Regions from separate parts of the Sus scrofa genome. Here region 1 is linked to region 2. A link is a contact called in public Hi-C data. All regions are on one chromosome and are shown on one strand. The core of a region is the stretch at or near the end of the contact, and the rest is flanking DNA. Distances in the headings are between cores, read along the strand shown.

Evidence for each region. A called contact is a pair of places that touch in the nucleus more often than the background predicts.
Region 1: a Hi-C map of skeletal muscle shows a contact between it and region 2, with 8 times the contacts expected there. The contact joins the enhancer-like site here to the promoter of PPID in region 2. A contact is called at or near these places in 16 of 47 Hi-C or Micro-C datasets (embryonic fibroblasts, epiblast stem cells, fetal heart ventricle and 10 more) and 2 of 2 datasets of contacts at active chromatin or transcription factors (alveolar macrophages and skeletal muscle).

What each region holds. Positions count from the first base shown.
Region 1 is chr8:48,336,472-48,342,934 of Sscrofa11.1, forward strand. No RefSeq gene overlaps it. Among named protein-coding and RNA genes, the nearest start is that of RAPGEF2, 160 kb to the left of the region's middle. Within about 2 kb of position 1,405, at least 7 of the 83 cell types and tissues checked have an H3K27ac peak or open chromatin away from gene starts, as enhancers often do. A contact at or near this core is called in retroperitoneal adipose tissue and skeletal muscle, where this site is marked.
Region 2 is chr8:47,669,176-47,675,970 of Sscrofa11.1, forward strand. It overlaps PPID (peptidylprolyl isomerase D), which reads right to left and starts at 1,257. Exons shown (of 10, transcript NM_001244386.1): 1 at 1,091-1,257. The coding sequence starts at 1,175.

The sequences.
Region 1 (6,463 bases), core at 155-2,654, 670 kb after region 2:
TTCTGCTATGCCACAAAAGGTACTCCTGTTATCAGTTTGTTAGAAACTTTCCACAGATATTTTATGTATAGGTAAGCAAATATCTTCTCCCCCCACCCCCAAAAGACACTGTTTAGGAGCGAGGTTGAACATTTTAAGGGCTTCTGCTGTTGTATAACACGTTACCACATGTTTAGTGGTTCTAACAACACAAGCCTCTATGACCTCCGTTTCCATGGATCAGGAGTCCAGGCACAAGGCTGGATTCTTTCCCCAGAGTCTCAACAGGCTGAACTGAGGGGGCTACCAAGACCTCAATCTAAAAATACCTTATTTTTAGGAGTTCCCGTCGTGGCTCAGCAGAAACGATTCTGACTAACATCCATGAGGACTCAGGTTCAATCCTTGGCCTTGTTCAGTGGGTTAAGAATCTGACTTGCCATGAAATGCGGTGTAGGTCGCAGACATGTCTCAGATCCTGAGTTGCTGTGGCTGTGGTATAGGCCAGCAGCTGTGGCTCTGATTTGACCCCTAGCCTGGGAACTTCTACATGCTGCAGGTATGGCCCTAAAAAGGCAAAAAGACAAATAAAATAAAATAAAAAATAAAGAAGCCTGAAAGTTCTCTTGCCCCTCTGGCCATGTGAGGACACAGTGAGAGGTCAGCAGCCTGTAGCCAGGAAGAGGGCTCTTTCCATGCTGGCACTCTGAGGCCAGCCTCTGTGATGGCACAGCTGCAGGAACTGTGAGTAACAAAGTGCATTATTTATAGCAACAACCAGCCAGTCTACTTGTTACAGTAGCCTAAACAGACTAAGACAGCAACTCTATACTAGACACTGAGAAAGACACTTTGTATTAGTTCACAACATTTAGGGTCAGCTCTGAAAGGTTCACAATGAGACCAATGATGAGGAAGAGAGTGCTATTACTATAACTCTGGTTAAAGATGATGAGACTATCAAAACCCAGCAATAACCATGATGATATAAAGAAGAGTAGCTAATACTTATCGAGCACATTCTATGTGCCAGTTACTATGCTGAGCACTTTTTATGTATAATCTCATTAAGTCTTCTCAACAATCTTAGGGAAGGACTAGTCTTTGCTACTAGGCCTGTTGCCTTTTCTAGTTTTTTTCCTTTGTTTGCTTGTTTTTTGTTTTTTAAGCCACAGAGCCAAATCTAAGTAATTTGTTCTGGTTGACAGCAAAGAGAAATACAAGATAGGAAACCAGAATGGTTTAGAAAGCTGTGGAGATTCATGTGGAACTATTTGGACAAGTGGTTTGTATCATAATGTGCCCTACAGATGAAATGTCTGTATTATCTACCCTAATTTTGTCCTATACTGAAGGTAGTCAAGAGACCAGCAGGCAGGAACAAGTCTGCCTGTCTCCTAGGGTGATGCTGGCAGCAAATGCCTCAGCCATCTGGCTCGGCTATGCCAGGCTGACACCTAGCCCAGGGACCTGTGTGGGTAAAATGATAGGAGGGAAAGCAGAGCCTCCAAATGAATAATCCTCGGGTGCCCAAGGGAGACCAAAATGTTACCCTTCTGTTTTTTCCTAAAAGCAATGACAACACCCCCCAAGAAATGAGAATTATCTTAATTTGAACAAACATTCCCAGGCCAGTCTCGTGCATTGGCCAAGTTTATCTTCCATCACTCCAGTCTCTATCTTCCATGAGTCCTGCTTGATGCTGCCTCTTCTGGAAATGGAAATGCCTATATCCCATGAGATTCAGAGAGGCTGGGAAGTCATGGATGAGAAAGCACAGTGACCATGAGATGTGGATCTGTATAGCCACTACTATTATCAAGGACTGGCTTGGGAATATTTTCACAAATATTCCCTTCAGCCAATAATGAAAATTTTATAAGGAATTCATAGAACTAGGGAAGGTCCTTCCCACTGACTGTGCCACTTTTCTTTTCAAAATATCCCTGGAGTCCTTCAGTGCTTACAGAATCAAGCCCTGAATCTATGAACCACCATGCAAGGCTCATTATAACCCAACTCTAACCATCCCTGTCAATCCCTCCAGTCTCCCAGAGATGTGTGTGCAACTGGGAAATGGACATGGAATTCACACCCTGGGGTTGAACCTTTGACCACCGAGTGGGGGATCAGAACCTCCTCCTTCCACTTCCACAGGATGAGCTATCAACCTTAGAGGCATTTTGGCCCACAGATGCAGCAACAAACTGCAGTTGGCAGTAGCCAGCTCAACAACACCCTCACACTGGCTCCCCGACTTCCTGCTTCCCCCTCTACCCCTCACTTCTGCTCTCTGGTACAGCAGTCGGAGTGCACAAGGACTTTTCTGCCAAAGGCTCTGCTTTCTGGAGAACACAATCCTTCCCACCTAGCAAAACCCTCACCATGAATTCAATCATCTTATTTTGAGACCATCATTTGTTTGAGGTCATGTAAGATTACTGAGAAAGAAAGGGGCTCAGAGTCCTCTCTGGTTTTGAATCCTGGTCCCACCACTCACTGGCAGTGTAACCTTGAGCATAGTTGCTGAGCAAGTTGCTGTGGTGGAGACTGTGGAACAGCTTGTTCAAATGCCATGCTGTGCTCCTTCTAGTGAGACAATAGAAACATATATTCTCTAAACAGTGATGCAGATAGCATTCCGGATGTGAGCTAGATATGTGAGGTCCAAAAAGCAGAACTGAATCAGAGACATTGTCCTCCTCCTTCTTGGCTTCTCCTGGTGAGTAAGGCTGCGACAGTGTTTCTATGACAACGCTCTGTTATCCTGGGTGTTGAGAGGCAGCTGCAATGATATAATGGTCTGGATGTTTGCTCTCCATATCCATGATCAGAATAAAATGAACAAGGAGCTATTTTCAGTTGGTGAAAGTTTATTGGTTAAATAACCAGTGACTTTCAAGGTAGAACTTTCAGAACAACAGCTTTCAAGGAACAACATCTGAATTGGCTCCAAGACTGGAGTAACTGCAGAAGTAAATATGAGCAGTGATGTCTCTCTATTTGAAATAATACTCTTTTCCCTGGAGGAATTCCTTAGAGCTTAATCTAATCTTAGCTTTACTGTCTGTCATGATATGGGAGTGGGTTAAGACTTTGGACCCTCTCAGCCTTTGTCCCTCACTTATAACATGTCAAAGACGATCCCAACCCAGTGCAAGTTCTGTAGACTGTCTGCCTGAAAGTCTCTGGCTGTGAGCATGGCTGTCCATCTCTACATTTGTGTGCAAATGGATCTGTGTGACTCTACATGTGTATGTGTGAATGTATCCTACATGCTTGTAAATTCACTTGTGTGTCTATATAAGTTTTTGCAGACACATCTGTGATTGTGTTCATGACCAAGTTTGTGTGCACATTGCTGGTGGGTTACATGCATATCTGTCTCTCTTGTGGGTGTGTGTGCTGTGTATGTGATGATGGGTGTGGTGTCTGTCCATGTATGTGCTTAGCTGTGTTTGCCTGTGTTTCTCTACCTGAGTGGTTACAGGTGAGTACACTTACATTTGTCATCGGGTCAACCAATTGGCCAGAAGGATTTGCGCTCCTTGGCACGGGCCAACTTTTCGACCAGCTGCACACACACACACACACACACACACACACACACACACACACCACGCCCTCTAGTGCCCACCAGGAGAAAGTGCCTTGCTCACTGCAATGTAGTAGCACTTAGATCGCCTACAATAAAGCTGATTTATGGTTTGGTTCTCACATGCTGGAGGTGGGAACTGGTGTAACAGGGAACACTGCACAGACAGGAAGCACCCACAGGAAGCTTCTCAGTGGTATGAGGTGAAAATATGCATCCAGTGGTGTTAGGAACGGGATCACCAGTGAGCAGGTGTGACCCACAGGTGGAAGCTCATTGCATAGTGTTTTTGTTTGTGAGTCCATGGGCCAGGGGGAAGGCTGCTGGCACACCATCAGTTGACGGTGGAAGGAACCTTCCTGTTAGTCTCTACTTGTAAGTTTCTCTGCTCCTGAGAAGCTGACCCCAGACACTATCTTCCCATACTCTTAGTACAGAGAGCCTTGGGGCTCACGGCACCTGCAGCACCTTGGGACATTTGTGGGATGTGTACTCTGTGCCAGGCACTGCATGAAACTTTTTATCTCATTTGATTCTTTTTTTTTTTTTTGTCTTTTTAGGATCCCACCCATGACATATGAAGGTTCACAAGCTAGGTGTAAAATCAGACCTGCAGCTGCTGGCCTACACCACAGCCACAGCAATGCAGGATCTGAGCCACTTCTGTGACCTATACCACAGCTCATGGCAATGCTGGATCCTTAACCTGCTGAGCGAGGCCAGAGATTGAACCTGTGTCCTCATGGATGCTAATCAGATTCATTTCTGCTAAACCATGGTGGGAACTCCACATTGATTCTCTAAACAATTCTAGGAGGTGGGGTGCTATGACTAGATCCATTTTAAAGATGAGAAAACTTAGACCTGGTAAAGCTAAATAACTTGCCCAAGTTCACACAGTTGAGAGGCAGTAAAGTCAGATTTTGACTTCAAACTCTACACATTCAATATATTATTCATAATCATTACAGGGCATTTCATGGTGCAAATATCCTTTTTTTGGAAGATGTGAAAATAGAAGGCAGGGGAGTTCCTTGGTGGTGCAAAGGATTAAGGATCTGGCATTGTCACTGCCATGGATTGAGTCACTGCTGTGGTGCTGGTTCAATCCCTGGCCAGAGAACTTCTGCACAGTCAAAGAAAAGAAAAGAAGGAAAGGAAAGAAAGAAAGAAAAGAAAAGAAAAAAGAAAATAGGAGGCAGAGAGCTTGCTAACAATTTGACATAAGATAAGCAAAGGAAAACATTGCTGCCTTAGGAAAATACGTTAACTTTTCAGGAAGGGTGCAAAGTTAGTTCAGTGGGGGACATACAGTCTCTTCAACAAATGATGACAGGACAATTGCAAAATGATTTCCGACCCAAGAGCCCTGTCCTCACAAACTATTCATCAAGGGTGAGTGTGGAATACAAACATTTTTAGACATGCACAAATTTTACTTCCTGTTGGCTCTTTCTCAGGAAACTGCTGGAGGATGTGTTCCCATCAAAACTGTGGGAAAAAATAAGAAAAAGGACAACACAACACCCCGGAAATGGGGTTTCACTACAGGAGAGCAGCGAGTGAAAAATCCTGCCTGACAGCTGGACGGGAAGTCTAGAAACAACCCATCCAAATTCGAACAGAAATACTGAAGATGTTAGGAGAGAGGTATTTAGGCCAAGAGATACACATGACCTTTTCATGATTGGGATCAGGGAATAAATAGGTCTGAGAGAAAATATTTCTAGGAAATTGAATAAATGAAAAAAGTGAGAAGGAGTTCCAACTTGGTGCAGCGGGTTAAGAATCTAACTGCAGCGGCTAGGGTTGCTGGGCTGTGGTGTAGACTGGCAGCTGCAGCTCCGATTCAACCCCTAGCCTGGGAACTTCCATATACCACAAGTGTGGCCCTAAAAAGCAACAAAATAAAACAAACAAAAAAACCCACTTTTGACCTTTCCCTTTCCAGCATGTTAACAAGAATGGATGTTCTGAAAGGTGTGTCCATGTCAAAACAAAATTTCTAGACAAATGAGAGTAAACTTTTAAACTCACAGTGGAGCTTATGAATAAGGGAAGTCCTTATCAAATAAATAAGAAGACATACAACAGCAAAAATCATTCCTCTTCAAAAACAAAATAAAACATATAGCAGAAACTAGTGTCAGCCAATGGACTGGCCTAGGCTCAACTGAGCTAGGTCTCTAGCTAGAAACTTAGAGTTTTGTTGGTTAAAAATCCTGTATGGAGCTGAATTTAGTGGGTGAGCTAAATCTGAGGATCCTCACATTAAGCCAGGTCTTCAGTTAAAAAGATGAATTTAGAAAACTCTGCATGATGGCAAAGCACACCAATGAGAAAATCAGTCTGTTTCTGCTGATACTGGGTTTAAAAAATATTTATCCTATCAAGAGTAGTAACTGCTATGTTTTACACCATAGAGTTATTCTCCTGCATCCCTGAGATGGGAAGTGGTGCATATGCAAATGCTCCTGGGAGACAATGGCACTCCTATCTGGTCATGCCCTCCAGCACTTGGCAGAAACCAAAGCGATTCAAGTAATTCAGGATTCCAAAGTTTAAACTTCAAGCAGGAGTTCCCGGATGGCGTAGTGGAAACAAATCTGACGAGGAACCATGAGGTCGCAGGTTTGATCCCTGGCCTTGCTCAGTGGGTTGAGGATCCGGCGTTGCCATGAGCCACGTAGGTGGCAGACGTGTCTGGGATCCCGCGTTGCTGTGGCTGTGGTGTAGGTCAGAGGTTGTAGCTCTGATTCAACCCCTACCTAGCCTGGGAGCCTCCATATGCTGCGGGTGCGACTCTAAAAAGAAAAAAAAAAAAAAATTCAAGCCAATTTAAGCTCAGAATAAAATCTAGCAAATCCTGTGGTGTGTGAGGAAACAGGC
Region 2 (6,795 bases), core at 7-2,506:
GCTGGTCTTTGTGGCACAACTCCTGTATCCCAGCTCCCCCATCACCTCTTTGAGGCAGTCCCTCATAGCTGAGAGGCTGACTCCCAGGCCTAAGCCCTCAGTTTTGTCCAGCAAATAATACATTATGTCTCAACTTTTAGGTTATGCTTTTTTTTTCAGGTGACAGAAACAACAGGAGAAAATGAAATATCCTTTGAGTGGTCAGGCTGGCCAAGTTTTAAGTATAACTGTAGTCTCTGTGCTCTGTGGAAACTGCCTAGAACTGCCTTGAAAGCGAAAGCTGAAAAAGTTCCCACTCTAAGACAGATGAAAAATAAACGTAGCACTAAAATTCAAAACAAACTGAACATCTAAGTTCATACATGTGTATGAATAACATCCACAGGGTCCCTCAAGCTAGATGTGTCCGTTTGTATAATGCATTCAAACACACTGCCTGGCCAGCAATTTTAAAGAGCTCTGGAACAAGAGCAATTCAGCAACAAAGCAATGTGCTAATTCACAAGGCTTCAGGCACTTCAGAGCTGCTATGGTAGCCTAGGCAACCACAGAGCCACATGGATCTAATTTTCCCAAATGCCAAAACAGGGAAATGTTCACCTCGCTGAATGGACCTCTAAGTTCAGAATCAGTAATAAGGAGGGAGGAAAAAAAGTAAAAGAAACAATTTTTTTAAAGAGTCGCTTTAATGTATAACATGGCAATTACTGATCTATGTCGGTAGCAAGAGACACGGCGTGACAGGAGTCCACCAAGGTTTTTTGAATGTCCCCCTGCAAACATAAAATCACCTTATCTTAGGCCAACGTGATGGTGCTAGGTGGCTGGCTAGTGAAAACAAATCCGGAGACAAGCCGAAAGACCGCCACCATCCCCGACCAGAAATTTCCAGAAACTTCCTTACACCCAACAGCACCGGCACAAGGGCGTGGGTTTGGCCCAACCCCGGACGCCAAGACTAGACGGTAGTATTGCTCCAGGGCTCGTTGTGGGCAGCCATCCCCCCCTCCCGCCCCCCGCGCCAGAGCGGCCCCCGGCCCGAGCCCGGCCCCAAGTCCCGAGACCCCGACCCTGGGGCGCCTCGCCTCACCTCGCTCCCCTCCAATGTCCACATCAAAGAAGACTCGGGGGTTACTTGGGTTGGAGGGCTTTGCCTGGGGAGACGGGTGTGACATGGTAACCTGCCGAAGCGTTAGCGAGCTACTCCTGATAACCGCGTGGCCACCGCGCAGCTCAAACCCCTGAGCGCTTCAGTCCGCGAAAAGCGGCGGCGCTGACGAGCCTCTTCCGGCGCCAGGTCCGGAAACCGCGGTCCGCCTTCCGGTGCCATCTCCAGACTTCCGGCGCCGCGACCAAACTTCCGGTCCCGCCTCCCAACTTCCGACGCCTCCGCATACGCGAACCTGCCTGTGGCGGTTCCCGCCTTCTTTTTCCCCCTCATTTCTTCTCCGCTGTAGTTGTAGCCGCAGTTCTTTTTATTCTTTTCGCTTGGGTTTCATCGCTTTTCCTGCTGTCATGGTGTGGGAGAGCTTTTCCGCTGGCCTTCCCCATTCCATTCTCGGTCTCCGCTCACCGGAAGGGCTGCTTCTGTGCAACTCTGGAAAACAGGGATAAAGAGGGTCGTTTGAGGATAAAGAGTCCGTCACTTAACACTAGGCCTGGTACAACGTGGCCATGGCTACCAGTGGTCGCTGTGCTTTTGTTGCCGTGTTGTGACTTACCCCGACATGCTGGCGGTGTGAGTGAGCGCGGGAGGCCGGGGCGGAGGGTCCAGGAGAGGGCAGTGGATTCCTGCTGAAACTGCGTCATTACAATGCCCACTTTACCTTAGGGGGATTTGTGCAAGGGTTTTACCTTTCTGTGTGACTGCGCAGTCTCACTTTTTGATATAGCCTAATTTTGGAGAAGAGTGGTATGTATGGTCCTTGGAACTTTGCGGTATTCTAATTGTTGACTGATTTATTTCATGTTTCCTTCCGTGAGAATTAAACCCCACGAGGACAGAAATTTGGTTTTCTTTTTTCTTTTTCATTTTTTCCTGCCCCAGCACTTCTTACAGTTTCTATCCTTGAGAACGTTTCATTTCCATATGCCTTTATGTACTGTTTGAGAAAATTTTCTGTATCAGTTCTTAAGGCTGATCCTTTCCAATTGCAAGACATTAAAATTTAAAATGTTAATTCCTTATCAGTTGAGGCCCTTCAGTTTATGGTGTTTATCCATTGTGGTTCCTTAAGATCCACAACAGCTCAGCACATAACCTCTGGGTCCCCGTGATAAATAACAGATTCAAAATAAGTTGATATTTAACCCAATCCTATTCTCAGGCTACAAACTGGTAACTTAGACTTTGTCTGACAAATACCAAATGATAATTAAAATTTTTTAATTTTATTTTAATCTACTAGCTTCGAATCAGCTTGTAGCTTATTAATCCAAGAATTATTACTTTTACCCCATAACCATTCTTATGTAACCATTCTTACATCATAATCATTATGATTAACTCAGCAGCATAACTAAGTACTTCTACTTAGTTATCAGACTTATGGGGTTTAAATTCAATCTCTCATGGATACTAGTGACTTTGGACAAGTTACTTAGCCTCTTTGTGTCTCAGTTTCCTCATCTGTAAATTTGGCTAATAGTATGTATCTTGAGTTTTTTATGAGGATTAAATGAATTATTTAGGTGTTTCAGAATCTGACACAGTTAAGTACTCAATAAGTGTAAGCAATTATTACCATAAATAGCTAACACTATAATAATACTAACACTTTATTATAATAAATGTTAATAATATCAACATTTCAAAATGAAAGCTAAAACTGCAAAGGTGGTTTGAGCATGGCTCTGCATTCTCAGGAAGTAGAACATGATACTTGCTGTTATAAAGGTTTCTGGGTGTAAAAGAGTAATCCAAATGTTACTCTCACTGTGTCCAGATTTTTCACAGGAAAGTAACAGCTTTATATTAATTGTCATGTTCCTAGGACCAACCTGAATAACCTGAACTATACCTTTGAAAACTCCTCCAGAACTGATCCCTAGAGAGAAAATAAACCCTTCTCCTGGAAGACACTCTGTCTTATGGCTCAGCTGGTTGAGGATCTGGTGTTGGCACTGCTGGTCTTGGGTCACTGCTGTGGCACAGGCTCCATCCCTAGCCCAGGAACTTCTACATTGCCGTGGCAAAAAAAAAAGCAAAAAACAAAACAGTGCTTCTGGTTTCTGAAGTCTTTTTACTCATGTGCAGCAAGGAACAGAACCAAAGCTATGCACTATTTCTTTTTTTTTTTTTTTTTTTTTTTGTCTTTCGCCTTTTTTGTTGTTGTTGCTATTTCTTGGGCCGCTCCCATGGCATATGGAGGTTCCCAGGCTAGGGGTTGAATCGGAGCTGTAGCCACCAGCCTACTCCAGAGCCACAGCAACGCGGGATCCGAGCCGCGTCTGCAACCTACACCACCGCTCATGGCAACGCCGGATTGTTAACCCACTGAGCAAGGGCAGGGATCGAACCCGCAACCTCATGGTTCCTAGTCAGATTCGTTAACCACTGCGCCACGACAGGAACTCCTGTTTCTTAAGGCTAAGGACACAAGTTTCATTTGAGTAGTGGCAGGAATATTTCCTCTAAGAACCCTATTATTGTTTCTGTCTCTCATAAGTGTGATAGGATAATATTAACAGATTGCCTCCTCCAACCAATATTCGCTTCTCAAAATTTTTTTTGCCCATCACTCCACCCCAAACAAGCAGCTAGGCTTTCTGTTGTCATTGCTTTAGGGAAAGATGTGAGCACAGAGAAAGCAAAGGGGGGAAGAGTCCTTCCTGGCTTTGGTGTTGCGAAAGACTCGGCTTTACAGGAATAAAGATTACTGGCATAGCAGAATATTTGGATAAAGCATCTTTTGTAAGAGTATGGCTTTCACAGAGAAAACATAAAACTCAAAGGAACAAACCCATTCACTGGGCTGGGACGGGAGAAGGTTGTGGGCGATTGAGAGGGGAGAGTAGGAGGGAAGCAGCAGTGGGCTGATTTCCACTGTCCCAGCCACAGGGTGTCTGAACTGTGTTCCCCAGTCACATCCCTGAGAAGACAGGTTTGTGAGATCTGAGAACAGAAGGCAAGTGCCCAGATTCCTGCAAACAGCCCAGGAAGGCAGCTGACCCCTGAGAGAATATGGGTTCATGGTATGAACAGGTAAATGAGAGCAACACACACTCCCAAACATCTCCTGTGCCCTCACTTGGAGTGAGGGCAAAATCATATCCCTGTATATGCACGTGTGTCATGGAAGAGGAAAGACACCACGCTTAAAAGGGAGCTTGCAGAAGAGAGCTCAGAGCTCAGCAGAGACTGGAAGAACTGAATGAAGATGTCGAATTTCCCATTGGATGCCCATGTGGACAGATGACACTGGGAACCAGAGGCTTCCAACCTAAACACTTGCTTCCATACTAGGATTCTCAGATGTAGACCCAACCCCCGGGGAGGGGGAATGCCAGAAATTGGCAGCATTATGGTATCACCAATCCTTTGGAAGAGGCAATTTGAATTTGAACTTAAAAAGTGAGTTATAGAAAAATAAACTTGGAATTCCCATCATGGCTCAGCAGTAACGAACACAACTAGTATCCATGAGGATGTGGGTTCCATCCCTGACCTCTCTCAGTGGATTAAGGATCTCGCATTGCCATGAGCTGTAGTGTAGGTCACAGATCAGCTAGGATCCCGCATTGTTGTGGCTGTGGTATAGGCCGTAGGCCAGCAGCTCTGATTTGACCCCTAGCCTGGTCCATATGTTGCAGGTGTGGCCCTAGAAAGACAAAAAAAAAGAAAAAGAAAAACTTGTGTTCCATACACATCACGTGGGCATAGGCTGCGGATCATTGAGGTCCTCACTAGGACCCAGACAAGTCTGAAGTCACACTCAACCCCCTTATCAAAGGTAAAGAATCAGGAAGGCCACTGGAGTTTGGGGAGAAAGTCTAAGGATTCAGGCTCTGACAGCAAAATCAGAATTCTAGGAAGATGTCAACTTGTAACTCCTGAGGAGACACATGATTCTGCTCCCAGAGGGAACACTGATAATGTATGGGAAAAGGATCCTGCTCTGAACCACACAGAGAAATTGTTGCTTACACTGCAAGACCAGTCATTACAAGGCAAAATGGAAAACACCTCACAGGCTCTGCCTGCTAAGTTTATAACTATCTTAGGATAATTGCAGATTTCCTAAGCAGGAATATTGAACCAGTAGAAAACAACAGATGCCACCAGGGGACAGCAGAGTCTCACACCAGCAGAAGTCACACACAAATGATGTGTTGGATCCTGTTTCAGGACTCCCAGTGTGCCAAGTCTCTTGTAGGAGTTGGAGTTGACATTGATGACCAGTTTATAGCACCAGACAAGAGGCTTTATGTCTATTCCTTTTCTGAGGACTAACAGGATTAACTCTTTTCTGTTGCAAAATGTGTATTTAGCTCATAGACCAAATCCAATGATACAAATCCATTGTTGAAATCCTTAGTATTCCCTTTCTCCAAAGGAAGAAAAATTCACATTCATCTAAAAGGACCACCTCAAAATGGATTTTATGATTATCACAATCAAAAATCATAATAACTAGCACCTATTACTCACTGCTGTGTGCCAGGCTCTGTGCTAAATGCTTTACATATTTAATGTTATTTTATCCTCAACATAACTCTGTATCATAAGTGATCTTAGCATCCTATTTCCCTTAGCAGACAAGTATGTGCTAGCAAGGTAAAGAAAGTTGCCTGATAGGATTCCAAAGCCAGTTCACTATGTACTATGTATCTATCTTTAAACCAATATACTATGTAAAAAACACCAGGATATGTAAGGGGCCTCTGAGTTCCTCCTGATATTAACAGTGGATTTGGTTTATCCTTGCAGAACTTGTCTTTGACCAGACATCATAAAACAGTTTGGGCTTCTATACCTTTTGTAAGTTATTCTCTACCTATAAGAATATGAACTGAGACAAATAAAATACCTTTCCATAGAGAATGAAAACGATAATAAAATTTCCTCCTAATCACCTTACACAGAGAGTAGAGTTGGTACTAATCTCTGGCATCTCTGAATTTCCTCAATTCAGGACAGAGATTGAAGGCAAAAGAAACTAAGAGGCATGCAAGTAACAAATCCTGGTGACTCTGACTGTAGAGTCACCCTAAGAAGAGGGATTTATACAGGGAGGGTCTGTTGGGCCTTACTGATTGACAGAGATTTTGGGGGGATTTAGGATTATCTCTTAAGAGCCAATGTAAGATTTTTAGCAGGGTTAACATTAAAAGATTTACATTATTAAACGACTATTCCAGTTCTATCATGGAAAACAAAATCAAAGGAAGCAGTAACGGATGTAAGAAAGGCAGTGTACCAATTACTAGGGATGAGAGATGACTCTAGTTTGTAGAGAAATGGCAGTAGCAATGATAAATAAAAATTGATAAGTGAAAAAGGCATTTGGGGAAGGGGTGTGAAGTCAACAGTTGCAAGCAATGGATTGGACATGGGATGTGATACGAGAGAGTGTGGATGCAGGGTGACACCTGGATGTTATTGTGTGTTGATCAGCACATGCTGAGAATGGTGAGGCTGTTCACTGTGGGGAACACTGGGAGAAGATAACATTGAGCAGAGTAGCGTACGTTTGGTCTTGGACACGTTGAGTTCAAGGTACCTTTGAGACAGTCAGGTGGGGAAGTTGAATAGTTAGTGGGATATATCACGGGGGAGGTCTAAGATGGAGGTGG